Linked DNA regions of Cricetulus griseus: region 1 is linked to region 2. The links are chromatin contacts, called in public Hi-C maps. All regions are on one chromosome and are shown on one strand. The core of a region is the stretch at or near the end of the contact, and the rest is flanking DNA. Distances in the headings are between cores, read along the strand shown. Region 1 overlaps C6H20orf194. Region 2 overlaps Atrn (attractin).

What was found. Hi-C and Micro-C count contacts between places; a contact is called where the count stands out from the background.
Region 1: a contact with region 2 is called in a Hi-C map of liver, with 2.2 times the contacts expected there. The contact joins two enhancer-like sites. A contact is called at or near these places in 2 of 8 Hi-C or Micro-C datasets (fibroblasts and liver).

The regions. Positions count from the first base shown.
Region 1 is chr6:47,741,232-47,746,525 of CriGri-PICRH-1.0, reverse strand. C6H20orf194 reads right to left here. Exons shown (of 37, transcript XM_027421773.2): 2 at 4,156-4,235; 3 at 2,885-3,004. Among named protein-coding and RNA genes, the nearest start is that of C6H20orf194, 18 kb to the right of the region's middle. Within about 2 kb of position 1,850, at least 1 of the 6 cell types and tissues checked has open chromatin away from gene starts, as enhancers often do.
Region 2 is chr6:47,634,172-47,639,549 of CriGri-PICRH-1.0, reverse strand. The region is part of intron 8 of Atrn (attractin); the gene reads left to right. Among named protein-coding and RNA genes, the nearest start is that of Atrn, 36 kb to the left of the region's middle. Within about 2 kb of position 2,134, at least 1 of the 6 cell types and tissues checked has open chromatin away from gene starts, as enhancers often do.

The DNA of each region.
Region 1 (5,294 bases), core at 601-3,100, 110 kb before region 2:
TAAAGATTTAGGATCAAGAAACAAATGTTATCATAACAACTGCTAAATCTAATTACAAATTTCATACACTCCGAATAAACAGCCAGATAGAAGAAGAAAATATGGCCAGGGTGTAGTAGCTGTAATTGTTTAATCCCAGCACTCAGGCGGCAGAGGTAGGAGGATCTCATTGAGTTCAAGGCCAGCATGTTTACGTACATAGTGAGTTCCAGGATGGCCAGACTCTATCTCAAAAGAAGGAAGGGGAGGGGCCGGGGGAGGAGGAAGAGGGATGAAGCTGGGCGTTATGGCACATGCTCATGATACCAGTGCAAGTGCAAGGATGCCACCCTGATTTAAACACAGAGATGGTATCAAAAAAAAAAAAAAGCAAAAAACAAAAAAACAGCAGCAGATGAATGAGAAGCATCAGGAGGACGAGGAAGAGGAGGAAAGGGCACAGACTGGATGGTAGTTTGGCCAGGTGTGGTGGCACAAGCTTTTAATCACAGAACTCTGAGTTTGAGGCCAGCATCTCTACATAGCTTGTTCCAAGAAGGTCACAGCTACATAAAGAGAACCTGTCTAAATAACAACAACAACAACAATAACAACAATAATAGTAGTAGGAGGAGAGTAGAATTATGTAAAATGTTTTTTAAAATGTCTTTGAAAAGTAAGTATCTCATGTTGGCTTTTCTAATGCTAAGACCCTTCAATACAGTTCCTCACGTTGTGGTGAACCCCAACCATTAAATTATTTTTGTTGCCATTTCATAACTGTAATTTTGCTACTGTTATGAATTTCAATGTAAATATTTTTTTGGAGACAGAGGTTTGCCAAAGGGGTTGTGACCCACAGGTTGAGAAGGGAAGAAAAGTAAGGGAAAATGTTATAATTTTATTTTAATATCAAAAATTAAAGAGTCAGGCAGTGGTAGCATATGCCTTTAATCCCAACACTCAGGAGGCAGAGGCAGAGGTGGATCTCTGAGAGTTCAAGGCCAGCCTGGTCTACAGAGCAAGCTCCAGGACAGGCTTCAAAGCTACAGAGAATCCCTGTCATGAAAAACCAAAAATAAATAAATAAATAAATAAATAAATAAGAAAAAGAACTGTTGAAGATGACAGTGGTGATGTGCATGTAAACCTAGTACCCAGAAGGCTGAGAAGCACTGTGGATCTGAAGCTGGCCTGAGTACAGTGAGAGCCTACCTCAGACAGAGAGATGGAAGGAAGAAAGGGAGGAAGGAAGGGAGGGATGGAGGGAGGGAGGAAGGAAGGAAGGAAGGAAGGAAGGAAGGAAGGAAGGAAGGAAGGAAATTAACAGAAAGTAATTTCAGTCTTCTTTTTCTGTATTTGTGATAAAAGGATAGGTTAAACTATGCGGATAAACAGTATTGGGGACTTTGGCACGCAGAACTATGGACTGTCTTAAGTCAGATAATTCTTCATCGTGTAATCGGGGCTTTCTTGTGTGTTTTGAGATGTTGAGTTGCATCCCTAGCGTCCACTAGATGCCAGTAGTACCATAAACCAAAACATGGTTATCAAAAATGTCTTCAGACATTGCTAAATGTCTCCTAGGGGACAAAACTGGCCCCCATCTGAGAACCACTATACTCAAATGAGATCATCTGACATCAAATGTTTGCTTTCATGCCCTCCCCAGCTGCCTTGCAAAAGTGTCTTGTCTCTTGTCCAGTTTCACTTGTTTGTTGTATGTCTCCTGACTCATCTTGCAGACAATTTATAATGCTAAGTATATGATATCAGAGATGGCTCCTGGGCAACAGCCCACAGCAGCATCAACACATGCAGTGTCTCCAAGCCAGAGAAGGCAGACTGCAGGCAGAAAGCCTGCATTGTGTTAAAGTCACACAAAAAACAATTCCCAGAGACAGCAGGACAATAGGCCCTTGTTCCTCAGCTCACGATCCACATAAAATCATCTTCCTCACAAGAGCAGCTTACAAGAACAGCTCATCCCTGCCTCAAGCTCAAAGTGCTTTCACTGGGCAACAGTGAACAATCTGAACCTTTGGTGAAAAGAATCAGTGGGCAATACTAAGAAAAACCAGTACACTGCCAAGAGATAATGCCAAATACTGATGCCTGCTTTTGGTCTCAAAGATGATTTACCCAGCAAATGTATTCTAGAAACTGCTTGTTGATAGTCTGTTAAGCAGTGTATGACCAACAGAATATATTACTTAATAGGTCAATAAGGAAATGTAATTTTTCACTATTAAAAAGACAATCTTACCAGTTGTTAATTCCAGCTATTTGGGAGGCTGAGGCCAGAGGGTTGCCAATTTCAATACTAATTAGAATATCACACATCATTCAAACAGTAAAACAAAATAAGGCAAAAATTTACTAGCGCATTGGAATATTTAAAATTCGACCACATTTTCCCATAAAAAAGATCATGAATGGGGTACTTGGGTGTACGTCTTTAAGGAGGCAGAGGCAGATAGATCTCAGAGTTCAAGTTCAGCCTGGTCTACACAGTGAGTTTCAAGCCATTTAAAGCTACAAGAGACTCTGACTCCAAATAAACAAAAAAACAACAACAAAAAAACCAAAACCACAAAACAGAAAAAAACAAAAAACCTTGCAGAAACAAAAGATCATGAATTGGGGCTGGAGAGATGGCTTAGTAGTTAAAAGAACTTAATACTCTTCCAAAGGACGTGGGTTTTATTCCTAACACCTGCATGGTGGCTCATAACTATCTGGAACTCCAGTTCCAGGGCATCCAATGTCCTCCTGTGGCCTCCAAGGATACCAAGAACACAAATGGTGCACATACATACATGCAAGCAAAACACTCATACAACAAATTAAAATTAAAACAATTTCTTTAAGAAAGATCATGAACTAAGAGTCAATATAGACTTACCATCTAGAATTTCTTCAGAAAATCCTGTTTTCTCAAAATCAGTGGTATTCTGACTGTATAAACCAAATAGAAGGTAATTTGCCAGCTCTCTGCAACCTTCGTTATACCTGCTGTCAATTCCTGCAAGGCAAAGAAGGCTGTGACTAGCTATCTCATACCATGGAACACAATAATCACCAATGACTTGCCCATTTAGTAAAGCCCTGATGGCCAGAGGCAGTTCAAACCAGTTTTGAGCTAAAACTAAATAAACCACCCCTTGTGAAAGAAACAGGCTGAAGCATAAGGCACCTTCCTTGGATCTCAAGATCTACATAGATGGGGAAATTAAGGAACAAAGATTACTAAAGCTATTGATTTCTGAAAAGCTTTTTTTTTCTTTCAGTTTTTAGTTTACATGTATATGGATATTTGGCCCACATATATGTGTATGTACCACGTATGCTTGGTATCCAATGAATCCAGAATAGTACCCTCTAGGATCCATGAGATCCCCTAGAATTGGATTTACAGATGGATGTGAGCCACCATGTGGGTACTGGGAATCAAACTTAGGTCCTCTGGAAGAACATGAAATGCTCTTAACTACTGAGCCACCTCCAGCCCCATAAAAAGCAATTATTAGGGGTAGAAAGAACCAGAGAATATGGTCTTCTACTGATTTACTAGATCTTGGAATACTTTCAGTTAGCCCAAGAATAGATCTCAGAGAGATCTTTATGAAAAATGTGTGATCAAACAAAAGCAAGTTAAGGTGGTTTGAAAAGATGAGGACAAGAGGGTGGAATAGAATAATAAGCCCTAACCCTTCACAATCGTCAGAAGCAATGCTTAGCATGCACTGCAAGGTGTGGTGTGATGGTATGTGTTCCTGCAATGACCCTCACTTATGATTAGTCTAGAAAAGTTTGACCAGAGACAAGAGGAAATTAAGCGACACTGTCTTTACTACTGCCTCTCAATGTCTGAGTTATCCTGGGGCTACCTACAGTCATGTGCAGAATGGCAGGGGCAGGAGCACACAGATGCTGTCTATAGGATTTTAAAAAGAATGGGTTGCAGCAGGAGCTCCAAGAATGGTAAGAGCTCCTTATCTCACTGTCATCTCTCTTAATATTCTCCCACAATAAAACAGGAGCAGATTTCACAGGGACAAAAACTGGGAGGACACTAACCTACAATGTATCCCCCATGACAGCATTATTAGTGTCTTCCTGAGATCAAGAATACAAACCACTGCCACTGTGAGTCCCACCTTACAAAGCACTAACCTAGGATGCAGAGAATCCCATCAGGCTGTGACTTGCTGCTCTGTGTCATGATGTTCTGAACCTGGCGGAGTCGGCTGCAGCTGTAACAGAACACAGTTTCCTGAGTGCAGCAGTGTATGAAAAATCCCTAAAAGGCACATGCATGCGGAATGGTTTTGTTAGGTATGGAAACTGACACTAGTCTCTTTAACCAGAACCATACCCTTCTCTTCCATTTTCTGGACGAGATGATTATGTGCAAGTAGTCTAAAGACAACCTGAACTACTGATTATGAACTAGACTGTCAGTGGCTCTTTGGTTCAGTAAAGGATGACACACTAAGGCCCCATTCATAATCAATCAGGAGATGACTCCAAGAATTCCCAATGTCTTTTTACTGCTGTTTCCATGCTGATTTAGCCTAATTTTAGTCTTTATCAGTCTGCCTCAAAAGCAACAAACAAAAGCAAAAATTGGTATAAAGGGTTCATATGTCTTAGATAATAAAGGATCAATAAACTAAGCTCCAATTCATCCACATGACCATCCTTAGGGAGTCTCAGCACAGGAGAAACACTTGATTTCTAGAGAGTTATTACTCCTTTGGCAGAAGCGACATTCCTTGCACCCAGGCAGAGTGTAAAGAGACATGTATTCCTAAATAATAAAATCTCTATGGACTCTACTGCCTCCCTATCTCCCTCTATTCCTTCTCAGTAAGCCCAAAGATGAGCTCTCAATGTAACAGTCAAGTCTGATCCTTTACCACCTCCAGGTCTAACTCCCGACCCTCCTGGAACATTCTTAAGTGTTCAGTATCATTAACCATTAGGAATGCAAACTAAAACTACTTTGAGATTCCACTTTATCCCAGTCATAATGGCTATCATTAAGAAAAAAATAACAACAAGTGCTGACAAGCATACAGGGAAACAGCAGCCCTATACCAGTGGGTAGGGGTTTATGCGTGGTAGAGATAGAAACTGGTACAGACACTATGGGATGCAGTGTGTGGAGGTTTCTCAAAAAGCTAAAAATAGAACTACCATATGGCCTCAATATACCACTCCTAACTTCATATCTGTAGACAGAAATATTTGTATATCTATTTTACTGCTGTCCATTTCAAAATAACCAGGAAATGGAATCTGCTTAGATG
Region 2 (5,378 bases), core at 885-3,384:
GAAAAATGCTTTAGTCCAAGGATTTAGTCCAAGGATTTAGGAAGACAGATACCACAAAAATCTAGCCCTGGCCTCATCTGTGCCAGTGAAGTGTAAGTGGAGAGCCAGGATGTAGTGAGTTACCCCAGCTATTACGTCATGGCAGTCATAAGTTGATGTTCCCCATCCCACTGGAGTGGTGTTAGATAAGGCCTGCCATGACAAAAGATTAGAGTCTCACAGCATACTATACAAAATTTGCTTAGCCAAGAGCCAATACAATCTCAATTTGAATGAGAAAAAAAGTAGTTAAAGAGTCAATGACTTTGGGGTACACACATTAGAATTATCTGACAAGGAATTTAAAAGCAGCAATTTTAAAAATACTGCAACAAACAGCTGCACATATATAAAACAAATAAAAGAATAGAAACCCCCCCCCCCAAAAAAAAAAAGAATATGAGAGGCCAGGTTAAGGCACTTGACCCACAGGCCTGATGACCCAGTAGATCCCCAGGACCCACCGATAGAAAAAAGAATAGACTCCTCAAAGTTGCCTTCTGACTGTCATCTTTGTGCCTCGGCAAATGTATGCCCTTGTCCCAAATAAATGAATGTAATAATCATAGAAAAGACTATGAAGTGGAGGGGCTAGAAAGATGGTGGAGCTGTTAAGAGCACTTAATCCTTCTGACAGGACTTCAGTTCTAGAGTATTGTACTCCCTCTTGTGGCCCCTCTGGGAACTGCATGGATATGGTAAACAGACACATATGCAGCAAAATACGTAACATAAAAATAAAGGTTAAAGAAAAACAATTACATCTTGAAGACAGTTCATTTTGCCAGCATCAAATCTACCTCTTTGGAATCCTTCCATTTCATGGGAATCACAAATTCTCCATTGCTGTCTGTGGATCAAGATCTGGAGCAAAGAAAGCATTTATCAAGAGCATCTCCTTTTCCCTTTGGTTTGCTATTATCAGGGTCACTGTCACATAAAGATTTCCCTTTGTGCCATCCTTTCCATTGCCATCCTTTGCAGTTAAGAAAAGCTTCAGTGAACTCTGACTCTCACTTTTCTTCAAGTTCTCAAGTATGATTGACATCTATAAATCCCTTTGCTTTGGGGGAGGGAACCCTGCATTCCCATCATTACATATAATACAGGCCCTGCTTCTTCAACTTTTGAACCCTTTCTATTCTGTTTCTTTCCCATGTTTTGCACCGTACTTTTATTTGGGCGCATTTTTTTAAAACAGAATTTGAGGTGTTCATGGCTCCAGACACAAGGCCTGCATCTCTAGACTATGTACCTCAGCTCAGTCACGTCCCTTCTTGCGTCTTGTTCTTGCTGCTGTAAAGATTTGTTTTTATTTTTATGTGCATGGGTGTTTGTCTGCATATGTGTCTGTGAACCAGGTCTTCTTGTTTTAATTAGAGTTTTTCTCTACTTGGGCAAGTCTTTGAGATTGTTTCTTATCTATAATATAAAGAACAGGAAGATGAGGACTAGGCTACTTAATATATAGACTTCCTTTTCTCACTTGATCTTATCAGCCTTATACCCCAAATATGAAAAAACCCCACCCTCCAAAAGTGTGAAGATTAGAAAAAACTTATACTATTTTTATTTTATATTCTCCACATAAAAGAATTTGCAAACCTATTTCCTGTTTCCTGTGTATACTCTCCTTGGTAAGTCCATACATGTATTTTAGAATAAAACAAGCTTTCCTAAATGACTATCACTTTGAATAATACTACTAAATGTTCCTGCAAGATATTTCTCTAGTAAGATTTATTTTAATTTTTGTGTATGTGTCTCTGTAAGAGAATGCCCTGTACATGCAGGTGCCTTTAGAGGCCAGGAGAGGGTGTTGGATCCATTTGAGGTTGAGTTACCAGCAATTGCAACATAGGTGCTGAGAACTGAACTTGGTCCTGTAGAAAAGCAGCAAGCACTCTTAACCCTCAAGACATCTCTCCAGTCCATGCTGGATGTTGCCTTCAGTTCACAGAGGTTGCCTTTAGCTCCTCAGGTCTATCTATATCTAGTTGTCACTGGTTCTCACCCATGTATATGTTTATGTCATGAGGCCACAAGAAGAGGCTTGACAGAGTCTTGCTAACAGTATGAATCACAGAAATGGCATCCTGTTGTATTTGTTTTACAGTGGTTTGAAGCAAGTCATTCATTCTGCTCATACTCAAGGGAGGGTATTATATATGGGTGTGAGCACCAGGAAGCGGAGAGATGGGGATGTCATGGGTACTACTCAAGTATCTGGCTGTTGTGGTATATTATTAGGTCTTATTGGCACTGTCTTTAACATCTGCCCTAAGTCTAGAGCTGAATGTGATGGCATGTGCTTGTCATCAGTCCCAGAACTCAGGTTGCAGAGGAAGGAAGGTTGTGATTTTGAGGCCAGGATAAGTACATACAGAGATTCTGTCTCAAAAATAAACAAATGTTCAAATAAAAAACCTGACTACCCTGACCACTAGTGTTGCTTCCATGAACAGAAAAGGTAAAATTAAACTTGTGAAAATGATTTTTATTAGCACCAGATATTTCTCTTTTTTTTTGACTTTTTTAAAATTTGAATTACAAACAAGATTGAATTACATGACAATCCCAGTTCCCTTCTCCCTCCCTTCCTCCCCTACCACCCCCCCCAACTATAACCCTACCTATCACATATCCTTTCTTCTAATCTACATCTGACTCAACCTTTCTGAACCCTCATGACCTCTGCATTCTTCCTTTTATATTCTTATATTTCAAAATTGCAAATCCTATCATTTACTAGATTCTTAAAAGCCATTGTTAGATGATCTTGATTGTGTGTTACAACTCTGAGAGGGAAGGTTTCCCCAATACAAGTGTTACAGCTCTGCTGTGGGAGAGGGGAGATTTTTCCAATGCAAGGGTTACAGCTCTGAAGGGAAAGATATCCTGGCAGTTGGGAGCCAAGGAATACCTCAAAGTCACACTGCACAATAAACCTTACACGAGATTTATTGGGAGAGAAAAACCAAGGAGGGTGGTCACCTCTACTTGGGAGAGAAGTTACAGAGAACTGAGCAGAAGACAGGGTTTAAATGGAGTTTCTTGGGGGACGGAGCTTTCCAGTGTGGGGATTGGTCTGATTTCAAGTCCTGAGATGGGGGCAAGCCCAGGGATTATTACGATTTCAAACTCAGGGATTGGTGGGTCTTCAAGTCTCAGCTTGGACTTTTTACTCTGTAGGGTGGAGCTTGACCACCTGTGTCTAGCCATTACTGCTAGGGTGCAGCCTGGCTGTTGGAGGTCCTCAGGGGCAGGGCCTGGCCACTCAGAAACCTCGAGGAGCTTACTGGTTGTGCATGCCTATACGACCAAGATTCTGGAAGCTCAGTTAGGAGGATGGTGAATTAGGAGCCAGCCTGAGCTAAAACCAAATACAAAAACCTCACACACATAGAAAAAGCCCCTCATTAATACTGTCCTATTAAATATAAAGGCTCTGTATCACCATTTAACCACTGTTTACCTTCCCATGTTCTATTTGTTTCTCTCTTGCCGTTGTCCTCTGTGCTGCTGAAACAGTCTCCTTTCTTTGCTCATGAAGCACCATGTGCATCCTGACTCCCAAGGGCTTTTGCACCAATGTTCCTTCTGTCTAGATGTCCTGATACTGTGCCTGAGGACTGGTTTCTTCTCACTCTTTACAGCTCAATCTAATTGTCTCACCAAGAGAACTTACCTGACCATCTGGTTCAGACAGGTTCTCCCTGTTGTTGTTTTTCATAGATCTAAATTCCTTTCAAGCACTGCTGCTTATATTAAATTATGTGTGCCCATTATTGCACATGCTCATTGTTTGGACTTGATTTACTCTGTCAGCTCAGGACGTAGTTCACAGAATGTGCTCAGGTAAATACTTAGAGGCACTAGGGGAGCAAGTGAATTCTTCATTTACTTCACACAAAGATGTATAGATTAAGGGAATGTTTTGTCTATAAGCCATTTTTAAAAAAGATTAGAACATCTTTTCTGTACTCAATCAAACCATGAGTTTTAGGGCTTTATATGTTTCATACAGATATTGGTATAGTCATAATTCTTGCTTTACTAATTTTTGTGGAATTTCAGTGAATATAGAGGTTCTTTTCGAAAGTAGTATTTTGGATAGGAAAACAGTGACTCAAAATGTAGCTCAGCTGGTAGAGTGCCTGTCTAGCATGCAGCAAGCCCTGGGTTCAATCTCCAGCACCTCATAAATGGTACATGGTGGCATATGCTGTTATTTCAGCACTCGAGAGGTGGAGGAAAGAGGATCAGGAATTCAAGGTCATCCTTGGCAATATAACAAGTTCGAGGCCAACCTCGAAAATCAAAAAGCAGAGTCATTTTGGAATTTCAGTTACAAATTTTATAGTCATTTGTATTCATTCTCAAAAAAGTATTTTTCAGGAATTACGTTTTTATTTTTTTCCACAACTCTATTAATCTACAATTTCAAGTTGTATTAAAATGCAGTTCCTAAACTGCGAGTGGTAACTCATATATTCTAGAAACTGAGAGGTTAATGCAGGGAGGATTGTCACACGTTTTTGAAACTAGATGAGTTCCAGAGTGGCCTTACCACAGAGTAAGACCCTGTCTCAAACATATAAACATATAAACACAATATGTTTTATGTCACCTAGTTATCCTCTTATATAGTAAATGGTCTTGGCTTTATGCATTAAGATTTTAGTTGAACCAGGTGGTGGTAGTACCTTTAATCCCAGCACTCGGGAAGCAGAGGCAGGCAGATCGCTATGAGTTTGAGGCCAGCCTGGGCTACAGAGCTAGTTCCAGGACAGCCAGGGCTACACAAAGAAACTCTGTCTCACCCCCACCCCCCACACACAAAAAGAAAAGAAATATTGCAATTGAGCTGTACATGGTGATACACACCTTTAATCCCAGTATCTCAATACTCATGGGGCAGTGCCATCCTGGTCTACATGGTGAGACTGTCTGAAAACATGTTAATAAAAGAAAGATTACCACTTAAAACTTTATTACTGCATTTCCTTTCTCTTGTCAAGAAAAGAGGTAATTTTGTTTTTTGTTTCTTTTATTTTTATTCTATTTTGTTTTCTGTTGCTGTGATAAAACACTGATCAAAACCAGCCTGGGGAGGAAAAGGTTTATTTTATCTTACACTTCTAGGTAACTGTCTGTCATAGAGGGAAGTCAAGTCAGGAACTTAAGCAGGGACAGTCTGGATCCCCCCCCCCCAAACCCCCCCAAAAGACTGCACATCCTTCATCCAGGCCCCTGCATTTTATGTGACTTCAGAAAAGTGAGGAGGCCACAAGCCACCACTTAAAGCTTTGTGGAGACCTTTCCCACTGTTTCTTCTG